Regions from separate parts of the Sus scrofa genome. Here region 1 is linked to region 2. Evidence: chromatin contacts called from public Hi-C data. All regions are on one chromosome and are shown on one strand. Each heading gives the region's core, a stretch centred on a gene start, on an enhancer-like site or on the middle of the called end of the contact. The rest is flanking DNA. Distances are from core to core; before and after follow the strand shown. Region 1 has its middle 76 kb from the start of ZNF532. Region 2 overlaps LOC106509065 (a long non-coding RNA gene).

Evidence for each region. A called contact is a pair of places that touch in the nucleus more often than the background predicts.
Region 1: a contact with region 2 is called in a Hi-C map of omental adipose tissue, with 1.9 times the contacts expected there. The contact joins two enhancer-like sites. A contact is called at or near these places in 4 of 47 Hi-C or Micro-C datasets (embryonic fibroblasts, omental adipose tissue and subcutaneous adipose tissue).

What each region holds. Positions count from the first base shown.
Region 1 is chr1:162,058,027-162,065,061 of Sscrofa11.1, reverse strand. No RefSeq gene overlaps it. Among named protein-coding and RNA genes, the nearest start is that of ZNF532, 76 kb to the right of the region's middle. Within about 2 kb of position 4,306, at least 34 of the 83 cell types and tissues checked have an H3K27ac peak or open chromatin away from gene starts, as enhancers often do. A contact at or near this core is called in omental adipose tissue, where this site is marked.
Region 2 is chr1:161,554,973-161,562,015 of Sscrofa11.1, reverse strand. The region is part of intron 2 of LOC106509065 (a long non-coding RNA gene); the gene reads left to right. CCBE1 (collagen and calcium-binding EGF domain-containing protein 1) reads right to left here. Exons shown (of 12, transcript XM_021099901.1): 12 at 5,477-7,043. Among named protein-coding and RNA genes, the nearest start is that of LMAN1, 49 kb to the left of the region's middle. Within about 2 kb of position 1,340, at least 8 of the 83 cell types and tissues checked have an H3K27ac peak or open chromatin away from gene starts, as enhancers often do. A contact at or near this core is called in omental adipose tissue, where this site is marked.

The DNA of each region.
Region 1 (7,035 bases), core at 3,057-5,556, 500 kb before region 2:
GACAAAAATAATTATTATTCGTTGAAAATCAAGATTTTCAACAAATACTAATAAACTTATAAGGTGCCTACCATGTGCCATATACTGTTCTAAGTGCTTTACACGAATTGTATCATTTACGTTAAGACACCCCCTAGGAAGCATATTATTACTCTTATCATCCCCATTTTACAGATGAGGAAATCGAGACAGAGAGGTAACTGGCCCAAGGTCAGCTAATGAATAGCACAGCTGGTCTAGGGATCCAGGCTGTTTGGCAACAGAGACCTGCGTCTTGTTTGAATGGCAGGAAGCTGTCAGACAAGAGGAGGTAAGGTAGGCGTTAAACATGGACAGAAAGTCAGGAACAAGACCAGGGTGGGCTTTGTATTCCATGTTGTTTTGTCATCACCCTCTTGGCAACTGGCTGACTTTGAAGGGGGGTCAGACAAGGGCAGGATAGCATCACCTTAACAACATTCTGGAAATTCAGTCTGGCTGCGGGATCAGGCGGAAACAACCTGGGGTGGGCAAGCTGTTCAGAGACTCTTGGAATGAGGGGGGACAGAGATGGGGCAGCGCACCCAGAACTCCGTTTGGAAAGGAGATGGGGACATGTGGCAAAGGACAGACAGCTGATGAGCACACACGGTGACGCTAGGAGCCAAAGCCCACCCTTTGGGGGACAGCTGAAGGTCACCTGGCTCTCCGGGGAGAGTGCCCAGTCCTGGTCTCTTGGAGATGGCTTGCGGGTGGTGATGCCATCTGCACATCACTGAAGAGTGGCTCAGACCCCAGTGAGAAACTCTGGGGCCCGAGGAGAGGAGCTGGTGAAGAATCTGCAGAGAGGCCTTCCAGGACCTTGGGTCTGCCCAGGCCTCCGGGGCCTGCCTGCCCGTCTCTGGGCCTGGCCTTGCCTTAGGTTCTCTCCTCTCCAGTCCTGGGTGGCCATGAACTGGGATTCCCAGCAGAGGGCAGTGCAGGCTCGAGTGTGATCTTGGCCCTCAGTCTGGACTTTTTTTTTTTTTTCCCCCAACCTGGGCGCTTCCACACACTCTGGGCCTTGGCCTCCAGCCCAGGGCAAAGGGAAGGCCCAGAGCCTCAGGAAAGGCTGTGAGCAGCAGTGGTTGGCAACCACTCGGCCAAGCCACAAGCAAGCCCTTGCCCCCTCCTCTCCTGACCTCTCACTCCATGACCCCACAGAAGCAATGAGAAACCTCCCTCCTGGGCAGGGCCACAGGCGCTGGGCCTCTTGGAAGGGAGGCTCCTGCCTTGAGGAACAGTCAACAAGGGTTTCTTTGGGGATGGGTCAGAGCACAGGAGCCAAAGGTTAGCTTACAGTCCCAGCTGACCTCTGAAACCTACACACACAGCAAGGGAAAGTGACAGGATTGAGGAAGGCTCCCCAGAAGCTGTGACCCTGGACTTGAGTCTCTTGAATTGGGTGTCAGATCATGAACAAAGGCCCTTTGATCCCTCTCACTCTCATTTGTTTTGTGTTTTTCCTTAATAATTTATTTTAATTACTTTTAACTATGGTCAAATATACCTAATGTAAAATTTATCTTCTTAGGAATTCCTATCATGGTGCAGTGGAAACAAATCTGACTAGTAACCATGAGGTTGCAGGTTCAATCCCTGCCCTTGCTCAGTGGGTTAAGGATCCAGCGTTGCCGGTGAGTTGTGGTGTAGATGACAGACGCGGCTCAGATCTGATGTTGCTGTGGCTGTGGCGTAGGCCGGCAGCTGTAGCTTGGATTAGACCCCTAGCCTGGGAACCTCCATATGATATGAGTGCAGCCTTAAAAACAAAAAACAAAAAAAAATTACCATCTTAATCATTTGAAGGGTATGGTTCAGCACTGTCAAGGGCATTCATACGGTTCCTACTTCCAGATGTTTTTCTGTTTTTTTTAAGTTTTATTGAAGTATAGCTGATTTAGGTTTTTATTGTGACTTTTTATAAACAAAAGCTAAATGGATACAGTAAACCTCAAAGAAAAGGCAGAGGCCTGGAAAATGATTTTGCTGAGAAACATACAGAAGAAATTCCAAGGTGGACCTAAGAGATCTCTCAGCCTACTGTGCACCCACAAACTTTCCAGACCCCTGCCCGGAGGGCTGGTGGGGGGTATCCTGTACATCTCAGCCAGACCTGTCCCCAGGCCTTCCCCAGACACTGGCCAACAGCCTGCAGTGCATCTGGAAGTGGGAGTGAGAACCCCCAAAGGGATCCCTGCCCACATGCAGAAACAGGACCACATGTTATTCAGAATCCTCTCAAATATCACTTTGAAAATAATCTGGGAGTTCTCGCTGTGGTGCAATGGAATGGGCAGCATCAGAACACAGCACTAGATCCCCAGCCCGGCAAGGTGGGCTATAGGATCTGGCATTGTCACAGCTGCGGTGTAGGTCACAGCTATGGCTCCGATCTGATCCTTGGCCCCAAGAGCTCCATATGCTGAAGAGTGGCCAAAAAAGAAAAAAAAGAATGAAAAGAAGCTGTACAGCATGTAAATGGAATATAAGTGAGAAGTGATGAGTAACTGTGGCTCAAAACATTTTAAGCAATGAAATGCATTCAGGTATTTGGCCTCTTCTGAGCTACAGAGCTGAGCAGGACAGAACCTGAACACCTAATGATGATAATGGCTAATGTTACCTCGTAGCCTTACTCTCTGCAGGAGGCTCCACTGCACTCCTCTCGAGTGGTGCTGATTGTGGGATTTGGCAAACTTGAAAGCATTCTGAAACCAGCCTTTTCCACTGAGAATTCTTACCTTGGAACTGGTTTCCTTACGAAGCAGAAGAAAATACTCACATGTGAAACCTGGCTGCCTTTCACTAACTCAAAGCCAGAAAGTCTCGCCAGAGACAGCCAAAAAGAACTCAGTGCACCTTGGTTATAAAATCTCTTTTCTATTCTCCACGACTGCTGTGGCTAAGGGCATCTCCCCCTCAACCTGGGGCCTGCCTGGCTGGTAGCTGGATTTGAAAGGGCTTTCTCTGCTTTCTGGAGGAAGGAATTTGTACAGCTCCAGGGCCACACCACCCCTGGCTCAGGAAGGTTCCCTTGCCCCCAGGGTGGAAAACACATGCATATTTCAGAACCCCAATGGGCAATTTGTGGGTTACAGTCCACAGCCCTGTAGAGAAGTTGATGTTATGGAAAGATCTCTGTGTTACGGAAGTTCCTCTTCAAAACATAATTCAGTCTTCAAAATACCTGCCCTGATATCCCAGTGAAGGAGGAAGAATAAGGGCCCCCAAAGATGTCCACATCCTAATCCCCTGGAACAGGGAATGCCACGGCGCACGGCACGGGGCGTTTTGCAAATGTGATGAACAATCTTGAGATGGAGAGATGATGCCACATTACCTGGGCAAGCCAACGTCATCACAAAGAATGTAGAGAGAGCTAGAGGTGAAAGGAAAAGGCCAGGTGAAAACAGAAGCAGGGACTGGAGGGGTGCTCTTTGAAGATGGAGGAAGGAGTGACAATCCAAGGAACCCAGGCGGCCTAAAAAGCTGAATAAGCCAAGGAAACGGATTCTCCCCCAAAGCCTCCTGCAAGCCCATCTGATGACCCTTTCAGCTCGCCTATCTTCGTCCACTCCCAAAGACTCTCCTGATACTCATTTTCACACAATTTCACCAGTACTAGTTGCTGGGGGGTGGGGGTGGGGGGATGGGTAGAGAAAGGACCATGTAAGCCCTCCACTCTCCTCCCTGTTATCCTGCTCACAGGCTCATCCAGAATTATTTTTTCAGAGCTTTACTCTGTCCCCACCTTGGGACAAATAAGGAGTCTCCCTTACCTAGAACGTAGACTGCAAACCCAGGTTGTTTACAGGGGAGTTTTACTACTGCAGACTGGGGCGGGGGGCAGGGGAGTGGTTATTGAAGAACTGCTCGTTCCTTGTTGTGACTCTACTGCCCTATTACTCAGATTAATGGTCCACCCCTGTTCCCTTTTCTGGCCAGTCACTTCCAGGGGATTTTGCAAAGATTCACGAGTAAGCATTTGGAAAGAACTCTTTAAACTCCTACACAAATAAAAAATCTTACAGCTGGAAATTCTGATGCCATGTAATGAGTCCTTATAAAATCCCAAAGCATTTTAAAAATTCACGTTGCTCCCTAGGAATAGCTATTAGTTCTATACATACATGTAGTTCTGTGCCTGCTAGGTACATTCAGAGCCGCCGTCACAGGACACTTACTGAGGTACCAGGCAGTGAGTTAAGTTCACTGTATATACGATCTCATTGATTCAGGGAGATAAAGATCACCTGTGACCTCAGCGGCCTGAGTTCCGGGGAGGAAAACAAAGCCTCATATGTCTGTCTGCACCCACCCTGACGTCACTAGCCCCGAGCACAGTGCCTGGGAACTCGGCGAGGCAAAAGGACGGCATTTCTTTTAATTATAGCAAAGTGAGATGAGCCAATACCGGAGAGTCCAAGCTTGGGTCAGAGAAGCAGAAACTGATGGTATTGATAGGGTTCTCTGCTCTTCTGGTAAATTATAGATTTAAAAAATGCACAGTGGCAGGAATCATTTCCTGAAATCAAGACTTTTCTTCAACAATCTCTGCTCCTCAAGCCTGTAGCGTCTTTCCCAAATAAGCACAAGGCCAGGGTTGTAAGACACTAAGGACATGGAGTTCTGCTTAGGAGCTGTTTTCAGAGTACTGTCTCTCTCACCCAGAGCACCACTGGGACTGCGGCACAGCACTTTTCAGAAGTACATTTAGGGCTTGGCTCCTTTTCCAAGGAAAGGACAGGAGGGACGAGGGAGGCTTTCGACCTCGGGAAGCCAGAGTAAACACGTACAGAGTAACACAACTCCTGTTAGTCTTCAGTTAGGGTTTAGAGGCATCTTTGCATGTAAATAGCCACCAGGTGGCACTGTTATTCTCTAAAACTGCTGCGGGGTGGGGCAGTGAGGGGGGAGAGGGGTGTTGGGGGGGTATGTGAGGCACATGTGTGAACACGCGTGTTCCCTCTCATCCACCCTCCTCCACCCAGCCCAGCAGCCAGCTCCTCCCTTATCCTCCACCATCCACGCCCCACGCTCTCCTCCATTTGGTTTCCCATTCTTGGTCAAAAAGGAGCAAAGAAGTGCAAGAAAACCCAGCAAAATTATGAAACCTATATCAGAGATATTCCCCAAGAGGCCTGGGGAAGGACACTGAGGGGCCAGTGCCTCTCTCCTTGGTCACCCCATCCCCTCCCCACTCGGCCTCCCCAGCCCTTAGCAGGAAGATGGCCCTGTCACTCGGGTGATTTCCTTCCTGTAGGCTTGTTCTTTTGAAAAGAGGACTCCAGGCAGAGTAAGGACCTCAGAAGAATAATTCTTTAACCTTGGCTCTTCGGACACATTTCACGTCAGACCATCCTGATCTAGAGTTGGAGGTAGAGGGTACACCAGAGAGAATATTCCTTTTCCCCTAAAATCACACAAGCACGGGAACATCCATCTCCCTTGTCTTTGTTGAAAGCAGTTCTCCTCAGAGGCCTTAAAACTGCAGCCTTGCTGGAGAATCTGGGTATACAGTCAGCTCCCGGAGCCCTACGTGAACTGCAAAAACACCCCCGTTCATTGATCTTCTTCCTCCACCTGCCTAATAGGCACTAAAAGCCGGGCACTGAAGGACTGCCTCCAGCAGATTTCAAATGCACTCACATAATGGACTTGTCTCTACAGAACAAATCTCCAGGGATTCAGGCGAGGCAAAACAATTATAATACTGTGAGGCAGGAGAGACAGCGGATGCTTTGGAGAGCTTGTGTGTTGCCGAGCGCTTTGAGTTCAAATCCAGATGGCACTGTCTAACTGGCTGGGCCACCCTGGGCATGTTATCGAACCTTTCTGAGCTTCCACCTCTATGTCTGTGAATCAAGGTTAATAGTCTTTGTGCCCTGGCTTAAGATGAGCCATGGAGATAAGAGGTGCCTTCTTCAAGGCCAGAGGGTCAAAGACAGTGTTACTGTTGCTTACTGTGCACCAAGCACTATGTTCCACATTCAACACACATGAATCATCTCAACTCTCACAACAACCCTACCTGCAAAGTCGAAAGTGAAGCCAGAGGAAGTTAAGCGCTTTGTGGACTATTGACAAGTCTGAGGACAGCTGTGCTGAGTGAGAGTCACGAGAAAGATGCTAGTTGGGGTCCCACTCCTTCCAGTGAGAAATGAATGGGATCTTTTTATTTGGAGGTGGAGGGCATAGATCCGCTTAGGGATTAGATGCAGGCTTACGTGCTCTGTGCTACTGGACCCTGGGTTCTTCTGTGTTGATGATGTGCCAACAATAAAAAGTCACCTCACTCATGAATGGGTGACTGAGTCTCTTCAATGTGACACATAATATCATGACATCTTCCAGATTGAAACAATGGTGTTGTAGGAATTACTAAAAACAGCAAGACGGGAGTTCCTGTTGTGACTCAGAGGTAACAAACCTGACTAGTATTCCTGACGATGTAGGTTCGATCCCTGGCCTCGCCCAGTGGGCTAAGGATCAGGTGTTGCTGTGAGCTGGGCGTAGGTTGCAGAAGCAGCTGGGATCCCACGTTGCTGTGGCTGTGGTATAGGCTGGCAGCTGTAGCTCAGATTCAACCCCTAGCCTGGGATCTTCCGTGTGCTGCAGATGCAGCCATAAAAAGATTAAATAAATAAACAGCAAGACATTTATTTTATTTCTAAGGGACTTAAATCATGTTTGTAAAATACACTAGCACCTTACACGTTATATGTCGTTGGAAAGAGCGGTCACTTTTAGGGTGGCTATGTTTTTGGATCCAAAACTCACATCTTTAAGTACCAAGACATCTAAAAATTACTAGTGACAGAACCTCTCTAAAGCGTATGGCACATCTAGTTCATAGAGTTTGCTGACGTGTTTAGGCTTGGATGGTTTTATTGATCTACCTTAAGGCCATCAGGACTTGTATTATCCTGACGGAAAACTAAGACTAGGAAGAGGATGGAAGGTTTTCCTTTGTTTTTGCAATGTGTGTGTGTAGGAAATAAAAGCTAAGTGGGA
Region 2 (7,043 bases), core at 91-2,590:
TGAGGAACCTGGGGGGCATCACACCCCTCACAAGAGTAACCGGATTCCTTGGCCTCACTGGGGACTTTGGGAATCAAGCAACAGGCAAGAAACTCAACTGCCTGAGGGAGGAGCACCCACATACCTCTCTGAGGGGGAGCAACATAGCTGTAGCCTTCTAGTCCCATCTGACCATAGACAGGCCCCTGAGTGAATCTCAAGGCCAGTCCTCAGAGAACCAAGCAGAGGAAGTACAGCCGTTGTGCTTGAAATTTTTATCTCAGGCAGAGGAAGACCCAGGTGCGACAAAGCGAGGGTTGATGCTTCCACAGAGACTCGCGCAGAGGAAGCGCCCCCCTTCTGACCTCGGATTTGATCCTTGTAGAAGGATGTCCCTGTAGCTGGGAAAGCCAATTACCTGCGGCTACTTGCATTTATTTGGAACACCCCCAATCAAATCCCATCAGGCCAAAGGCTCTCATCCTCTGCTCTGTATTTATATATAAGGATGTGTCAATCTGGCTGGTGGTGTGGTCTGCACCAGCCAACAGCGCCATAAAATAAGCCCGGAAAGAAAAATGTACTTGGCGGCTGGCCTTGGAAGGCTCCTCGCAGGAATCTGTTTGAAATGTTTTCCAGCTGTTATTTCCTTTCTGAACAATCTGAGCCTAATTCAATTTGTAGCACCTTTCTCTTCTCCAGACTTTCCTGAAGGCAAATTACCCGCACATGGCTCTCACCAGGCACATATATGGTTCTGCTGGTTTTGGCAGAGACTATTTCTGAATTGTACATAAATGACCCCATTGACACAGGGGAAGAGTATTCCACATGACATGGTCTTTCAATTACACGGCATGATGGCAGCCCAGCAAGATGCTGGGCATGAGCTCCAGAATTCTGGGGCTAAAGAGGTCCATGGCCATCTCTGAGCTGACTCCGGGCAGATCCAGCACATTTACTGTGTTTCTGTGGGGGTGGGAGGGAGAGGCAAAGCAGAGAGCAAGAACCCCCCTGGGTCACAGTTAAAAAAAGACAAAACCAACAGAACTTGACTTTGGAACTAGTTCCATCCTCATATATCATAAGGACTATTTATAAAACAAAACATGACTCCATAGATACAACTTTCCTTCTGGCTTACTCATTTCCCCATCCAGCGTTCACTCCCAGTGTGGCTGGCAGTGATGTTAGAGGCAGAAGGGGATAAAAAGCCACAGAAAACAAACTGGAGAAGTTAGTATTCAAAACATAAGCTGTCACCTGGCCAGAAACGGATGAGAATCCGGAGTCCCTGACTCGCCTGGGGATACTGGAGAGGGCATTGCACCATGTGGGAACAGGCACGAATCCAGCTCAGCTGAGTGGTCGGGCTGCGTGGACTTCGTTTCTGTCCCGTCTCTGGGAACCAGGCTCCCAAATAGTAGCCACCTGCTTTACAAAGCGTGTGTTTACCTCTTCCACCCCTCCACGGTGGTCTCCACCCTCCCTCCAGGAATTCTCTTTTCCCTTCAGCTGGCTTGCGACCTGGTTCCTTATAAAATGTTCACAGAGAGGTGTGTTTTATTTGATGGTATCTTAAGATGTGCCCTTTCCCAGGGAAACCATATTTAACAAAGTAGCAGGCGCAAGGGATTAAATAATTGAAATATAATAGCCACATGTGCATTCCTGACTCCCTCTGTCAGTGTCCTAAATTAACCCGATTCTCTCCTGCCCAAAGCCCAGAGCAGGCATTGGTGCGTAAACTCTCACGAAGGGAGACAGTTGAGAATTACAGACTTTGCCTCAGTAGTCTCCCAGTGGGTTTCTCTGCTTCCGCCCTTACCCCTTCAAAACCCCTCTGTGGGTCCAGAAGGAAATGTGAAGTCCTAACAGAGGCCCTTAAACCTCTACCTGGGCTCCAGCTGCCTCCCCAAGGCATTTCCTGCCATTCGTGCCTGGCTTCCTCTGTCTCAGCCATGATGATCCCTTGTTTTGATCACACCAAGCATGGCCTCCTCAGGGTCTTGCTCACACCTCTGTGTGCTTACCTCTCCCTCCATTCAGCTCTCTGCTTACAACCCCTTTGTTGCTGAGGTCTTTCCAGAAGACCCCACCTAAAATAGCTACTCCCACCCACATCACTCTACCCTTCTGCCATTTTATTTCCCCTCAAGGCTCTTTTTAACACTGATACACATTGTAATGTTCTATTTTATGTGTCAATTTGGCTAGGCCTAGATTTGGTACCAGGCCCCAGATAATTGGTCAAATATGATTCTAAATGTTTCTGTGAAGGCTTTTTTTTTTTTTTTTCTTTTCTTTTTTTTTTTTTTTCTATGACTGTACCTGTGGCATATGGAAGTTCCCAGGCTTAGGGGTTAAATCAGAGCTGCAGCTGCAGGCTTACACCAAAGTCACAGCAATGCCAGGTTTGAGCCATGTCTGCGACCTACACTGAAGCTCACAGCAACACCAGATCATTTAACCCACGAGCGAGGCTAGGATGGAACCCATATCCTCATGGATACTAGTCAGGTTCTTAACCCACTGGGCCATGACAGGAACTCTGAGATGAGCATTTAAATCAATAGACTTTGGAGTTCTCTTGTGCAGCAGGTTGAGGATCCAGTATTGTCACTGCAGTGGCTTGGGTTGCTGCTGTGGCGCAGGTTTGATCCCTGGCCTGGGACCTTCTACGTGCCATGCGTGCGGCCAAAAAAATTAAAATCAGTAGACTTTGCATCAAGCAGACTGCCGTATGTCATGTGGGTGGGCCCCATCAAACCAGTTGAAGGCTTTAGTACAAAACACTAACCCTGAAGAAGGGATTCTGCCAGCAGTCTGCCTTTGGAGTCAAACTGTGACATCAACTCTTCCCTGGGTCTCCAGCCTACCCTACAGTTTTTCGACTTGCCAGCCTCTACAATTACATGAGCCAGTCCTTTAAATCTCTTTTTCTATGTGTACATCCATTCATCCACACATATATATCCTATTGGTTCTGTTTCTCTGGAGAAGCCTAACACATATCTGTTTGTCTTTCTCGAGCAAATGGTAAACTCCATGACAACAGGGACTTTGTGCTATCACTGCTCTATCCTTGGCCTTCAGTAAACTCTCTTTGAATGAAGGGAGCCAGTAAGAATTTTAGATTAGGAAAAAATACTATTCAAGGAAATAAGCAGGGTGATGAGAGCCAATGGACAGGGGAAAGTTTCTGCTTGTATTGGGTTGAATAGTGTCCTCCCCAAATTCATGTCTACCTAGAACCTCTCAATGTGACCTTATTGGGAAATAGGGTCTTTGCAGATATAACTGAGAAAAGGTCATACTGGATTAGCGTAGGCCCCCATTCAATAAGTTGTGTCTTCTTTTTGTCTTTTTAGGGCCACACCCATGGCACATGGAAGTTCCCAGGCTAGGGCTCGAATTGGAGCTGAAGCTGCTGGCCTACACCACAGCAATGCCAGATCTGAGCCATGTCTGCAACCTACACTACTGCTCACCGCAATGCCAGATCCTTAACCCATTGAGTGAGGCCGGGGATCAAACCTGTGTCCTCATGGATACTAGTTGGGCTCGTCACTGATGAGCTACAATGGGAACTCCCCCAATAAGTATTGTCTAAGAAAATGTGTAGAACACAGAACACACACCACATGAAGGGACAGGGACACAAAGACATCGAGGTAGAAAAGCATGCAACATCAGAGGCAGGTAACATCCTGGGATGGTCCAGGGACCACCAGACACCAGAGAGAGGCATGTGGTGGCTTCTCTCTCGGAGCCTCTGGAAGATACCCACCCTACTGACACCCACTGGCTTTCCAGAACTGTAGGAAACTATATTGCTGTTGTTTAAGCTCCCAGTTATGGTACTTTGCTTTGGCAGCCCCAGGAAAGGAACACACTGCTTTTCCTCCCATCTTAACTGGCTCCCCAGACCTGTGCAGCTTGCCTGCAGCTGCCCCCACCTACCCTTGCTGGGTCACTTTTTTAAGTGGAGCCCCAGCCACTGAGTGCATGTTCCCACCTGGCCACCTGATACCCTCATATCTAAATGTGAACAGCTGGTGAAGTCTGCTGCTCATGGGATGGGAGCAGTCCCAAAGCATGGCAAGCCTTTTCAAAACGTTGGGGTCCTGGCTGGGAGGCAGTGAGCCTCACATTCTGCTGGGAATTGAGACTGGAGCACATGAGGTTACCAGCCAACTGCACAAAAGGGATGTCCACCAGCCGTCACCTGGCTTCTGGTTCGCGAAGTTGTTTTCTAAATTAAGAAGGCTGAAACCATCACATATGGAGGAGTCTTGCAGATTTCCGTTGACTGCTGTTTCCTCCAGAGGATTCATGAGGCTTTCCTCTGTGAGGGGCAGAGATCTTGTGCGGCTCTGGGGTGATGCTGTTGGGTGCTGTGTGCATGTGACTTCGGGAAGAAGGGCACTGGGAGTGAAGGGTGGTTCCTACTGGCTCCTGCAACACTTTTCATTCACAGCTCTTATCACAGCTTGTAACTGCATGTTTATGTAATTAATTTGCCTGGAAGGATCCATATCTGTTTTGCCAAAAAATCCCCAGGAGGATGGGGATTATGATGTTTTGCTCCCCTGGGTCTGCAGTGCGTGATGTACTGTACAGCTGACAACAAGCATTATATGATAAATATTTGCTAAAGGAAAGTGAGACGTATAAATACAGGTTAACTTTGGGATGCTAAAAGCATCCTGCTAGAGTGCTACACATTTCTTCAAGGTAACCTCCCTCTGTATTATATAACTCTGCCTCCAGTGGGGCCCAATTGATGAAAATTCCCTTCCTCTTATCTTCACATAGAAGAAACTTCAGCTACCAACTCATGGGGCTTTCTCCCCACCCCCCTTTCCCCCCTTTTTGGCTGCCCTGAAGCATAGGGAGTTCCCAGGACAGGGGTCAGATCCCCAGTTGCAGTTGTGACCTACGCGCAACTGTGACAACACTGGATCCTTCAACCCACTATGCCCGGCTGGGGATTGAAGCTGCGTCCTGGCGCTGCAGAGATGTCCCCAGTCCCATTGCACCACAGCAGGAACTCCCTCCCTCAACTCTTTTTAACTTCTTTTTAGGTAGTTAACTTTTTTTTTTCCCCTCTGAAGGAAACCTTAGGTGGAATTCTAATCCAAAACCAATTGAAGGTTGAGTTGCTTGTGGTGCCTCTCACAAGCCTCCCCTTAAGGCATCTCCTGTGATCCCCAGAGAGTTCTTGGCTTGAAAACCCCACTCTGGGGGGCCCTAGAGGAACCCCTAGCTGAGGATGATGGCCTCTGAGACTAGATTCAGTGGAACCTGGGCCCTTAGACCTTGACTCAGATGTCAGTGTTGGGACTGCCACTCAGCCCCCCAGGAGGTGGCCTACCCAGCATGCATGTTCCTGCTCCCAAGAGAAATGGCTCTCTCCATCACCTTGAACTCTTCTTCTGAAAAGCCTGCTCCTTCAGGACTGGGCATCAGGACAAAACACAGCACAACCACATAAGAAAAATAACTTTGTTATTAAGCATATATATAATCTTATCAAAATACTTCATAATATCACATCCATAACTGAATAGTAGCTCAGCTGTTATACGGGCCTGCTGTAAATAATGAACACAGCTACTGAAGTATATGGCTGGTCAAAAGGAATAACAACAGAGTCACAACACACATGAATTCCCCACGTGCTTCCTTTTGGGGGGGGGGAGTCTTACAACAAATGCTGAGGTCCCTGGGGGATGTCTAAAAGGTCTTTTTTCTATAATTTCCCTAAAACAGTAATCAGTAATATTTATTGCAGGAGCATGTGAGGTCCAAGATTTTATGTTTTAATAATTATGGTCATGTTTTTTTTTTTTTTTTTTTTTTTTTTTTTAGCATCTAATGGAAAATTGTCTTTTGATTTGTTGTGAAACCTACATGCTGGCTGTGCCAGGAAAATTTTCATCCATTTCCCTGAATTATTAATAACTTTAGATGGCTTTATTCTATTGGTTTGGCTTGGATTCCTTCAAATAAATTTCCTTTTCAGGAAAGATTATCTGAAAGATGTTAAGGTTACACAGTGCGGCTGCTCTCTCTGTGACAGGCTGGAGTGGGGGCAGAGAGGGAGAGGGAGTGACACCCAAAGGGTGAGGAGGAATGGGCTATTAATCCAAGGAGGTGCTTGGCCCCTAGTCACCAAGAATGTCTTCCTCTGCAGGCTTGGAAACAGGCCTCACAAGGCTGGTAGTATGAACAGGAAAGGGAGCATGGCCAGGACCAAGGTACACTTCACCCGGTATCTGGTGGGGTAATCCCCAACCCCCCCCCCCTTGCCCCGCCCCTGGTACACCAATGTGCATTTGTTATTTACCTGATTGACTATGTGTTTTGTTTTGTTTGCTTTTTAGGGACGTACCTGCAGCATATGGATGTTCCTAGGCCAAGGGTCCAATCGGAGCTACAGCTGCCAGCCTACACCACAGCCACAGCAACATCAGATCCAAGCTGTGTCTGTGACCTACATGACAGCTCATGGCAACACTGGGCCAGATCCTTAACCCACTGAGCAAGGCCAGGGATCAAGCCCTCAACCTCACGGTTCCTAGTCAGATTCGTTTCCGTTGCACCAAGACAGGAATTCCTACCTGACTGTGAACCTGAGTTTATATGGTAGAAATGGCTTTAGTTGGCCAATTCATTCTGTGGCAGGTGTTAGAATAAATAAAGAAGGAGCGAACAGATAGCACTCCCTCCGAACCCCCATTGGCTCTGGCATGGGAAAGCTTCTAATTTCTCTCTCTGGAACTGGGAAGGGAGGAGGGATTTTCTCCAACTAAAATGTATCCCCCTCCCCTTGCACTGTTTTGAACAGGAGAGTTTTATTTCCCTTGCTTTCCACCAGCAGAAGCAATCTGTTAAGCCCTTATTCTAGGTTCTAGTTCTCGGGGAGCAAAAGGTCAACATTTCTGAGAAAGAACTGAGGAGATGTACAAAGACCTTTTTCCCAGGGAACATGAATTGGCTTAGCTAGGCTAGCAAATTTTTTTACCACTCCTTGTTCCCAAAGGCTTTTCTGTCAGGCT